Linked DNA regions of Gossypium hirsutum: region 1 is linked to region 2. A link is a contact called in public Hi-C data. All regions are on one chromosome and are shown on one strand. The core of a region is the stretch at or near the end of the contact, and the rest is flanking DNA. Distances in the headings are between cores, read along the strand shown.

Region 1 (4,464 bases), core at 243-2,742, 220 kb before region 2:
GAACGCTACTTATATAAGCACACCAAGAAAGGTTATATAGACTTATAGTCATACCCGGTTTAAGGTCCCGATGAATGACCCCATGAGAGTGTAAGCATTCCATTGCACGAGCAATATCGAGTGCAAATCCAATCACAACACGCATGTCCAAACACTTTGGCCGCATATTTAGAAGGTATTTACGCAACGTACCACCTAGTAGAAGCTCGGTTACAATCACCATGATAGGTTCCTTGCAAGCTCCAATAAACTACACAAACATGATAAAACTTCATGATTTACAGGTATTCATATGAACAAATACAAGGAACATAACAAAACTAAGCAACAAGAATCAATGGTATCATATATATATAATTTATTCAAAGTAACCTTCACTAGATTTTTATGTTGAACTCTGGATAACATAGCAACTTCCCTAGCAAACCTTCCTTCTCTTCTTGCAATCTCTTCAGGGGTTTCGCCTCTTCTAACAACTTTAATGGCAACTGTCTGATTTTTATATCTAAATGCATCCAATGGATTAAAAAGTACACTTAGAAAAAGAGAGAGAGCTAAATTGAGGTCCAAAAGGAGTAGCTTGAATTGAATTCAATTAATTAGAATTTTTAGACTTACTTTCCTTCATAAACCTTAGCATGAGCACCTTCTCCAATCTTGGGACCAACAAAAAGCTGCCGAGGATCAATCAACCACTTAGCATCTATACTGAAATCTTGAGTTGAAAAAAACCCATTTTTAGATCCCATCTTTAGGAAACCACCTTTCTCAAAACATGAATTTAATCGAAAAATCCCACATTTGAAGTAAACAGAAAAAAAGGTTTTAAAAACCACAACTTTTCATAGGTGAAAAAAAAATGGAAGTCACCAAAGACATGCCTTTGCCTACATTAAAGTATATACAAAGTTCTGGACTGTTTTTCCCCCCAGTTTTAAAAACATAAACCCATACCCAAAAATCACGGATTACAGATCCAAAAAACCATCAAGAACTGCTCTTTAATGGGAAGCAAAGAATAAAGACCCACATGTTTTTCCACCAACAAAAACAAATTAATTAAAAGAAAAGAAAAAAAAAAGCACAAAGACCCTTCTGTAATGAAGCAACCAGCAAGCTCTGACACAAGAAAATTTTTTAAAAGAAAATAATGGGAAAGTGAGGTTAGTAAGCAATAGAAATATATAAAGGGAAAAAGGAAGAAGCATTTAATGGGGGAGGATTGATTGTGAAGGGAGTTTTGCTAATGAAATATGGTGGATGGGAAGTGGTTACTGGTTTTTGAGAAAGACAAAGATGGTTGTTCTCCACACGGTACATTGTAATGGATACTCTTTTTCTTCTTATATTCTTTATAAGAAAAAAGAAAATAAAAAAGTTGAAAAAGAATTTTTATTTTCTTTGGTTTCCTGTGTTTTTTCTTGGTGAATCTTTGTCAGAAACAACAGTGATTTTATTGTTTCTTTCTTCCTTTCTCATTGTCTTTTTCTTTCAATAATAATAATATCACAATTTTTTGTTTTATTTAATGACATGTTTCATGTTATTATTCACTTAAAAACGTCAATATAATAAATTAATTTATTATTTAATAATAATATTATTATTGTGTGTTTATTAATCATACTTTTAGTTGTATTCACATTATATTTTTTTTCTAAATTAATCAATTTATTATTTTATAATATTATTTATTTAATTAATTGATGCATTTCATGTGTTGGTAGAATATATATATTTTTAAATTTGATATTTTTTAAAAATTGTTGTAGGATAAGGTGGCAAAAAAATCCTAATAAGATTTAGCTAAATAAATTTTCATAATTCCTTAGAAAAAAAAATTGAAATGTAGCATAAAAAAATTCGCAATAAAGCCTACCTTATTAAATTTATATTTTATTACGTCCTTCGGTGATTAATTAACTTTAATTAATGATACATAAGACCGTTGACTTCCTTTATAATAATTCTCACCGACATATTGACCTTTGACTAAGTCATGCAATAATTAGCTGGCACGTCCTTATTTGATCGTACTGTTTCCCTTGACTTTCCTCATTTACCCTTACTGTGGTAACGTGTCAAATTCCAATTTGTTGAATGATTACCGGGTTCAGCTCCTCTATTTCTCTAATTTTTATAATGTTATCGCTTTCCCTAATTATTAAATATAAAAAAATTCAAATATATTCCAGGTTTTTATAATATAAAAATATTTAGAATTTAATCAAATTTTTTAAATTTAAAAATAGAAATTCAATTATTAAAATAATTACTTTTTTATTAACAATTAAATCTAAATTTTAAAATATGAAAAATAAAAATGTTAAATTTTACGAAGAATATAAGAATTTATAGTATATTTTAACTGAAATAAAAAAAATATTTAAACAAATCTACATGGAAAGTGCGTGATGAATAGTAAAAAAGGATGTTAAGTTAAGAAAGGTGAAAAGATTTATTTAGATTGTAAAGTGATATTTACTTTTTTGACTTCAATATTTCACCTAATCTTAGCTTAAATAAAAGAAAAGAGATTGGAGGACATGACTTTAATTGGAAGCTTGTATTATGATTGAAAAGAACAACTACCCCATCCAAATCCAATTAACTAAGATAAATTTTCAATAATATTATAAATCTTTTTCATTTGTTAGCATGTTTGATCAAAGTATATTTTTGAAGATTTTGTGCAATAGTATAGTTGGAGAAGGGGTTGGACAAAACAAGACTATGTTTCAAGTATTTTAATGTGATCTGATTACTTTATATATTGGGATATGTAATCCAATAATATATTAGTTAACTTTACGAAGATTTATCTCAATCTTTTTGTGTCATTGCATTAAGGATATTTGATTTGATAAGATTCGAGTAGATCAAGTTGAATTGAAAGTTACTTTATGAAGTTGTATTTTTGCTTTAAATAGGTGCTTCACGTATTATCACAAGTAGTGCCCATTACTCTTGACACTACGCAAGTCATATAATTTGCCTTATTTGAAGTTTGACAATTTTTTTAATAAAATTAGTTGAGCAATGACTTAAACTCTTACATATTAGAGGCTTGTGTAAGTTAGAACGGTGTAAAGCTAAGCATTTAATTTATTCATTAGGAATTCATTATTGTGAGTGTATTTTGTAAGTGAACAAATGAGTCACTTAATTTACACACTAAGTTTTCAAGGAAAAAATTGGATGAGAGTAATTAGATCTTAAGTGTAAAAGTGATATTACTATATCAATACGTAATAAGATTTAAATTACTTATGGACTATCTATATGGACTAGGCCTCACAAACATAGGGGAATTAAATTGTGTAAACATTTTTTTTTGATTCTTTTTTATTTTCTATCACAGTGACACTCCCATTTGGCACTACTTGTAACACTGCTTCCTTGTTCTTGCAAGTTTCAATTAAGTTTCTAACAATAATTTTTAAGGGTTTTTTTAATAAGGTGGTAAGTTTTTTATATAAGGTGGATGATTTTTTCTATAAAATATAATACATAAAATTTTAAATAATATAATTACTTGTATATATTATTATTTCATAGATTGTTTTTAAGGAGTGAAAAGTTTTTGATAAATTCAATGATTAAATTTATATCATTTAACTCAATGACATCTATACTAATAAAAAAAATTAGAAATAAAACAACATTTAGTCCATAAGCTTGGTAATTTTCTTCAACTATATTACAAGTATATATAATATATGTAATTATTTTAAAAAAAATTGTACATTTGTTCATCTTTTAATGAAATTTAAAAAAAAAACTATATTACATGGAAAAATCCAAGTTCAAAAAATAATAAAGATAAAAAAAATTCAAGGATAAGTTGGCAAAATCTATGGGACCAAGTTTTGTCTCCCAACTCTGCAAAGGGCCTCGAGGGTTCATGGAGTGGGAGAGCCTCGATTGGTGGAGAGAGTATGTAAATGAAGGACACGTAGATAATTAATCGATGAAGCACACGCGATGTGATTATGCCTTGGTTGGTGGTTTGATCCACATCGCGTGCGCTTCATCGATTAGTTATCTACACATCCTTCATGTACGTACTCTCTTCACCAATCAAGGCCTTACTCTGTGAACCCTCGAGGCTCTTCGTGGAGTCGGGAGACAAAACTCGGGTCCCGGAACAATGCCTATGATTATTGGGGACTGTATCAACTACCCAAAAGACGACAGTTTGGAGACTTCTCCTGAAGGAGTCGATCCCCCTCAACAAAGTCTCTCTTCCTTGCACCAATATGAACCGATCTTTTTTGGGGGTTGATGATTTGAGTTCTAAGTTAGGGTTGAAGCCTTGTTGATACTTTGCAACAGGGTTTTATAAGAATGATAGTAATTGTAGATTCATTCATGGAGATTGTGTTGATTCTACAAGCAAAATGAACGAGTTGGTACCGTAACACATGAAAAAGAAAAGAACTTTAAAGACTAAATGAAAAGAAG
Region 2 (4,550 bases), core at 1,029-3,528:
GCCACTTCCCATGTCATACCCTCTGTTGAAATTTCCTCCATAGCGACCCGAGTATCCAAGAGACGGCTCTCCTCTGTATGGCCCCATACCACCACTGCCACCACCACCATAACCTCCATAACTGCCAAACTCACCACCCCCATATGCCCCATAACCACCAGCTCGACCCCCATAAGCACCACTTGATCTATTATAACCACCACCAAATCCACCACCTCCATATCTACCATAACCATCTCCGAATCCGCCACCATATGCAGTCCTAGAATCATTATATCGTTTGGATGGAGGTGGGGGAGGATTTGGTTTCTTCGGCTCTGCCCTTTTTATCTCCACCTACAAGTAAAGGGATACATCATGACACTCATTTTAGGGTTTACTCATAAAACTGCAAATATAAAAAGAATTATTGCTAATATAATGGAATCTTAAGAAGCATTTCTTTAGGGTCTAAAACTAGACATCAAAGCAAAACGGTACAAGCACAAGGAAATGCTATCACTTGGCAACAGCACAGAGGGGAAAAAAAAAACAATAGCCCACAAAAAACGGTTTGATCAATATTTCACAAAAAACACCTTCATGACAAGGACTTTGCATGTTAATAATTATCAACAAGTAGAGACTTATTTGATTGATGGTCAATAATTGTAAGAAGAAAATATACATAAATCTAATCAATTTAATGGGCAATGCACATACCTGTGCACCGGCAAACTCAATCTTGTTTCCCTTCTCCAAAAGATCATCAACTGCTTGCTCAGTTTCAAAAGTGATGAACCCAAAACCACGAGAACGATTGGTAGCATGATCCCGCATGATTTGGTGTTCGCGGACTACTCCATATTGTGTAAAGAAGTCCTTGAACTCATCTGTCAATTTGCACCAAATAGATTAACACTTGCAACAAAAATCAAAGATGAATCAAGACCACATCGGTTAGACGGCCTCGAGCTTCAATGTCATACACATTAAAGGCAGAAAAAGAATGGTATCACCTTCGGATACGGTTGAAGGAATTCCACCTACAAAAATCTTCCTAGTCTTGAAATCCTTACTTCCAGCAGCACCCTTTGGTATTGTTCTCTTAATCTCCACCTAATAGGCCAAAAATATCGAGACAAAGAACAGTACCTCAAGTCAAAAACAAAGCTGCATCCACCAGACTACAATAAGGAAACATAACAATCAAATTAACATTGAGACTAAAGCTAATTCTTACTTGTTTCCCATTAATAATATGAGTCTCCTCGATGACTTTATCAACTACAGAAGGCTCAGCATAAGTCACAAACCCAAACCCACGAGGCTGTCCCGTTTTCCGGTCCTTCATTATCACAGAATCCGTAATTTCACCATATTTACCGAAATGCTCAATAAATTGTGCTGCATAAAATATATAAAACAACCGAATCGGTACGGACGACGAGCGGCGCAATTTGTGCTATAATATTCAACAAGATTAAGAGAAAAAAATCTCTAACAAACAAGCTAAAGAACTAACCAGAACTTGTCTCTCTCGCTAAACCTCCTACAAAAATTTTGCTGCAAATTTCCAAATATTGAATATAAATCATAAATCACTTCCAAAGTATTCATACTAAAACCGACCTTTCAAAGAAACAAATACCTAAATACATCAAAATAATCCTATCAAAAAAGTAAGTCTAAAGCCAAAAAAAAAATTTAAAACCCTAATTCCTCTTATTCCATTATCGTTATTATTTTAAAATACAAAACCAGACTTTCCACGAAAAATTGGGGGAAAAAAGGAAATGGGTATTTCTATCCAACTTAATTTACATATTTTTTTTCAAGTCATTAACTAAAAGGTAAAGGAAAACGCTCAAGCTTTAGATTTACTTTTTTCTATCATTGTCTGAGGAAACATAGTAAATCTAAAGAATGCGTATATATAAAAATAAATAAAAAAAGGTCAATCTAGTTTTCAGTCAATCCACGTTCTTACATGTGAATAAGTGATGGGCAATAGAAATTTCAAGACTTTCCTTCGGTTTCTCAAGAAACAAATAAGAAAAGAAAGGAAAAGAGAAATACCCAGGACTAGCTCCATCCCCGGTGTGAGGGTGAGACTTGTCATCATCGGGATGGTCGGAGGATCTAAAATCGTTGGTTTCGCCGTCGGGGATGGCATCACCGCCTCGAGGGTCCATTTGGCGGAGTGGGGGAATATGTTAAAGGGAAAGAAAGGAAGAAAGAAAGCTTAACCCTAAAAATGTGATGTTATGTATTGTAGTTTCAAAGTTTTGAAACCTTTTTGAAGTTAAAATAAAAAACCCTGAAATAGAAACCACCGACAGTTATTATTTGGCTAAACAAAGCAAGGTTATTATGTTAAAGAAAGTTCTTTATTTGGTTTTGGGACAAATTTATGGTAATTTTCTTTTTACATAAAATACATTTATTAATTTAACTACATAATACAACTTTGATGGGTGGAGACCTAATGGTAAATTTGATGTATACGTCGGTTTTCAATAATATTTAGGATTTTAGGTCGATTTTTAAGAGAAACAAAAAATGTCTCCTGCAGAAAGTATTTTTTGTTGATTTGTTTGAATACGTATTTTACAAAACACATTTTTTTACTAACTTAACATATTAGCTTCTTTGGTCAGATGATTAAATGTTAGTAGTTTTGTTCTTAAATCTCAAGTTTAATTCTTCACCTACTCATATTTATATTTTTTATTTCACGTTGTTTTAAATTTTTCTTAAATTTTTTAATTAATAATTAATAAATATGTAATTATATAATAAAAGTATATATTATATATCATTATGTTAAAAATATTTTTAATTAATAACTTCTTTAATTAATAATTAAAAATATATTTCATAAATAATTCTCACAAATGCAGGATTTCGGGTACTGGGTGATATGAAGAACCATACAGTTTAACTAGTCATTCTTCCACACACCTAAATTTCTTGTCATACTCGATTCTCCTGAGGATCTGAATTTAAAGAAGAGTAGGGGAGATAACTATAAAGAAGCAAAATTCGACGGGTCTTATTGAGATATTTAGAAACTTAAGTGGCTGGTTGAGAATAATTGGATTTCAATTTTGGTTTAGGTAGCTTGGAATCGACTGGTTCCATAGTGGGAGACAAAATGATTAGTGGTGATTGGCTATAAAGGACTAAGGAGACCGTGCCAACTTTGGTTATATATATGTATATATAGGGGGTGTGTGTGTAGAAGACAAAATTATTTTCAATTCTGTTTACCTATTTTTCTTTTTGTAGCACAGTCTTTTTCGGTCGCTCCAAAAAAGAAGAAGATATAGTTGAAGGAAGCTTTACATGTTGTAGTCGCTGTATGAATTGAAGTTTGGAAGTAGAGAAATTGGGGAACTGGTAAGTTTCCTTACCTCTCTGTACTCGTGGATTAAAGGAAGAAGTAAAGTAAGAATTCTTGAAAAGTTTTTGTATAAGTATGGATTCTGGGTTTTTAATATTTGAATACCTTTGAGTTAACCAATGAATGGTTGTTATGCTTAGTTGTTAGGACAAATGAGGCTATGGCGTTTGGACAAGCTAAGCTGTCAAGGAAGCAATGTGAGTCTCTACACTTGACTTTTGGGTGATTATTGATGTTGTGTTGTTTGCTTAAACCATATTTATGGCTGTTTTGAGTTGTATTCTAAACTATGGCCAAGTATGAATATAGAAGTTAAGTAAGTTGTTCATGCATGGGTTTGCAAGTATATGGTTGAGTGTTATATGGTTGCAACTTAATAAATAGATACATGATGCAATGTATGTGATAGTCACTAGTCTGATGAATTGCATGTTTTTAACGGTGGAGTTTGGAGGGGAGATTGCTGACGAGTTAGACGAAGTTAGGTTTGGGGAAGGGAGTTTTTGTCAAATTTCGCAATTGATTATTGTTGGGTGCAAACCATGATGTGCAAAGCTCTAAGCCTTGGAAATGGGACACTACGATGCTCGAGCGTCAAGTGGCGAAATGGAGGAATGGGAAAATGGATAAGGGAATAAGATTCCACTAGACTTTGTAATCCAGTATTACTGGGTGCAATCCGTGATGTGCGAAGCTCCGAACCTTACGGAGGGGGCAATGTGATGTTCGAGAATCAAGGTTAAATATGAAACAAAATGGTATCGATTGGTTCACTAAAATGACACCATGACAATAATCATTAAGTTTCATAGAGCAACACCGTAATGAAGATCAACAGACTTTATGGGGTGACACTGTGATGGCGGTAAGGTCCTACGGGGTGACACCTCAAAAGATGTATAAGTTGTAAGACCATAGCTCGGCTATGGCGACCAATAGAGTTCGTCAGTATGTTAAACATGGGGTTATAGGTTTAAAACCATACTTAGTTGGCCAGGACAATAAATACGGGGTAGTCTACCAAGACATTAATCATGAGGAACAATGTGTAAGACCATAACTAGGCTATGGTAACATAGAGAGTCCACCCGTACGTTAAACATGGGGCTACATAATGTAAGACCATAGCTCGACTATGGCAACTGGTAGATTTTACCAGAACAGT

What was found. Hi-C and Micro-C count contacts between places; a contact is called where the count stands out from the background.
Region 1: a Hi-C map of petal shows a contact between it and region 2, with 2.8 times the contacts expected there. The contact joins the promoter of LOC107892131 here to the promoter of LOC107892127 in region 2. A contact is called at or near these places in 2 of 34 Hi-C or Micro-C datasets (leaf and petal).

The regions. Positions count from the first base shown.
Region 1 is chrA09:10,654,176-10,658,639 of Gossypium_hirsutum_v2.1, reverse strand. LOC107892131 (serine/threonine-protein kinase STY13) reads right to left here and starts at 1,492. Exons shown (of 6, transcript XM_016817129.2): 1 at 619-1,492; 2 at 373-505; 3 at 55-250. The coding sequence starts at 749.
Region 2 is chrA09:10,435,641-10,440,190 of Gossypium_hirsutum_v2.1, reverse strand. It overlaps LOC107892127 (heterogeneous nuclear ribonucleoprotein 1), which reads right to left and starts at 2,278. Exons shown (of 6, transcript XM_016817125.2): 1 at 2,059-2,278; 2 at 1,505-1,545; 3 at 1,223-1,386; 4 at 999-1,098; 5 at 703-872; 6 at 1-336. The coding sequence starts at 2,174.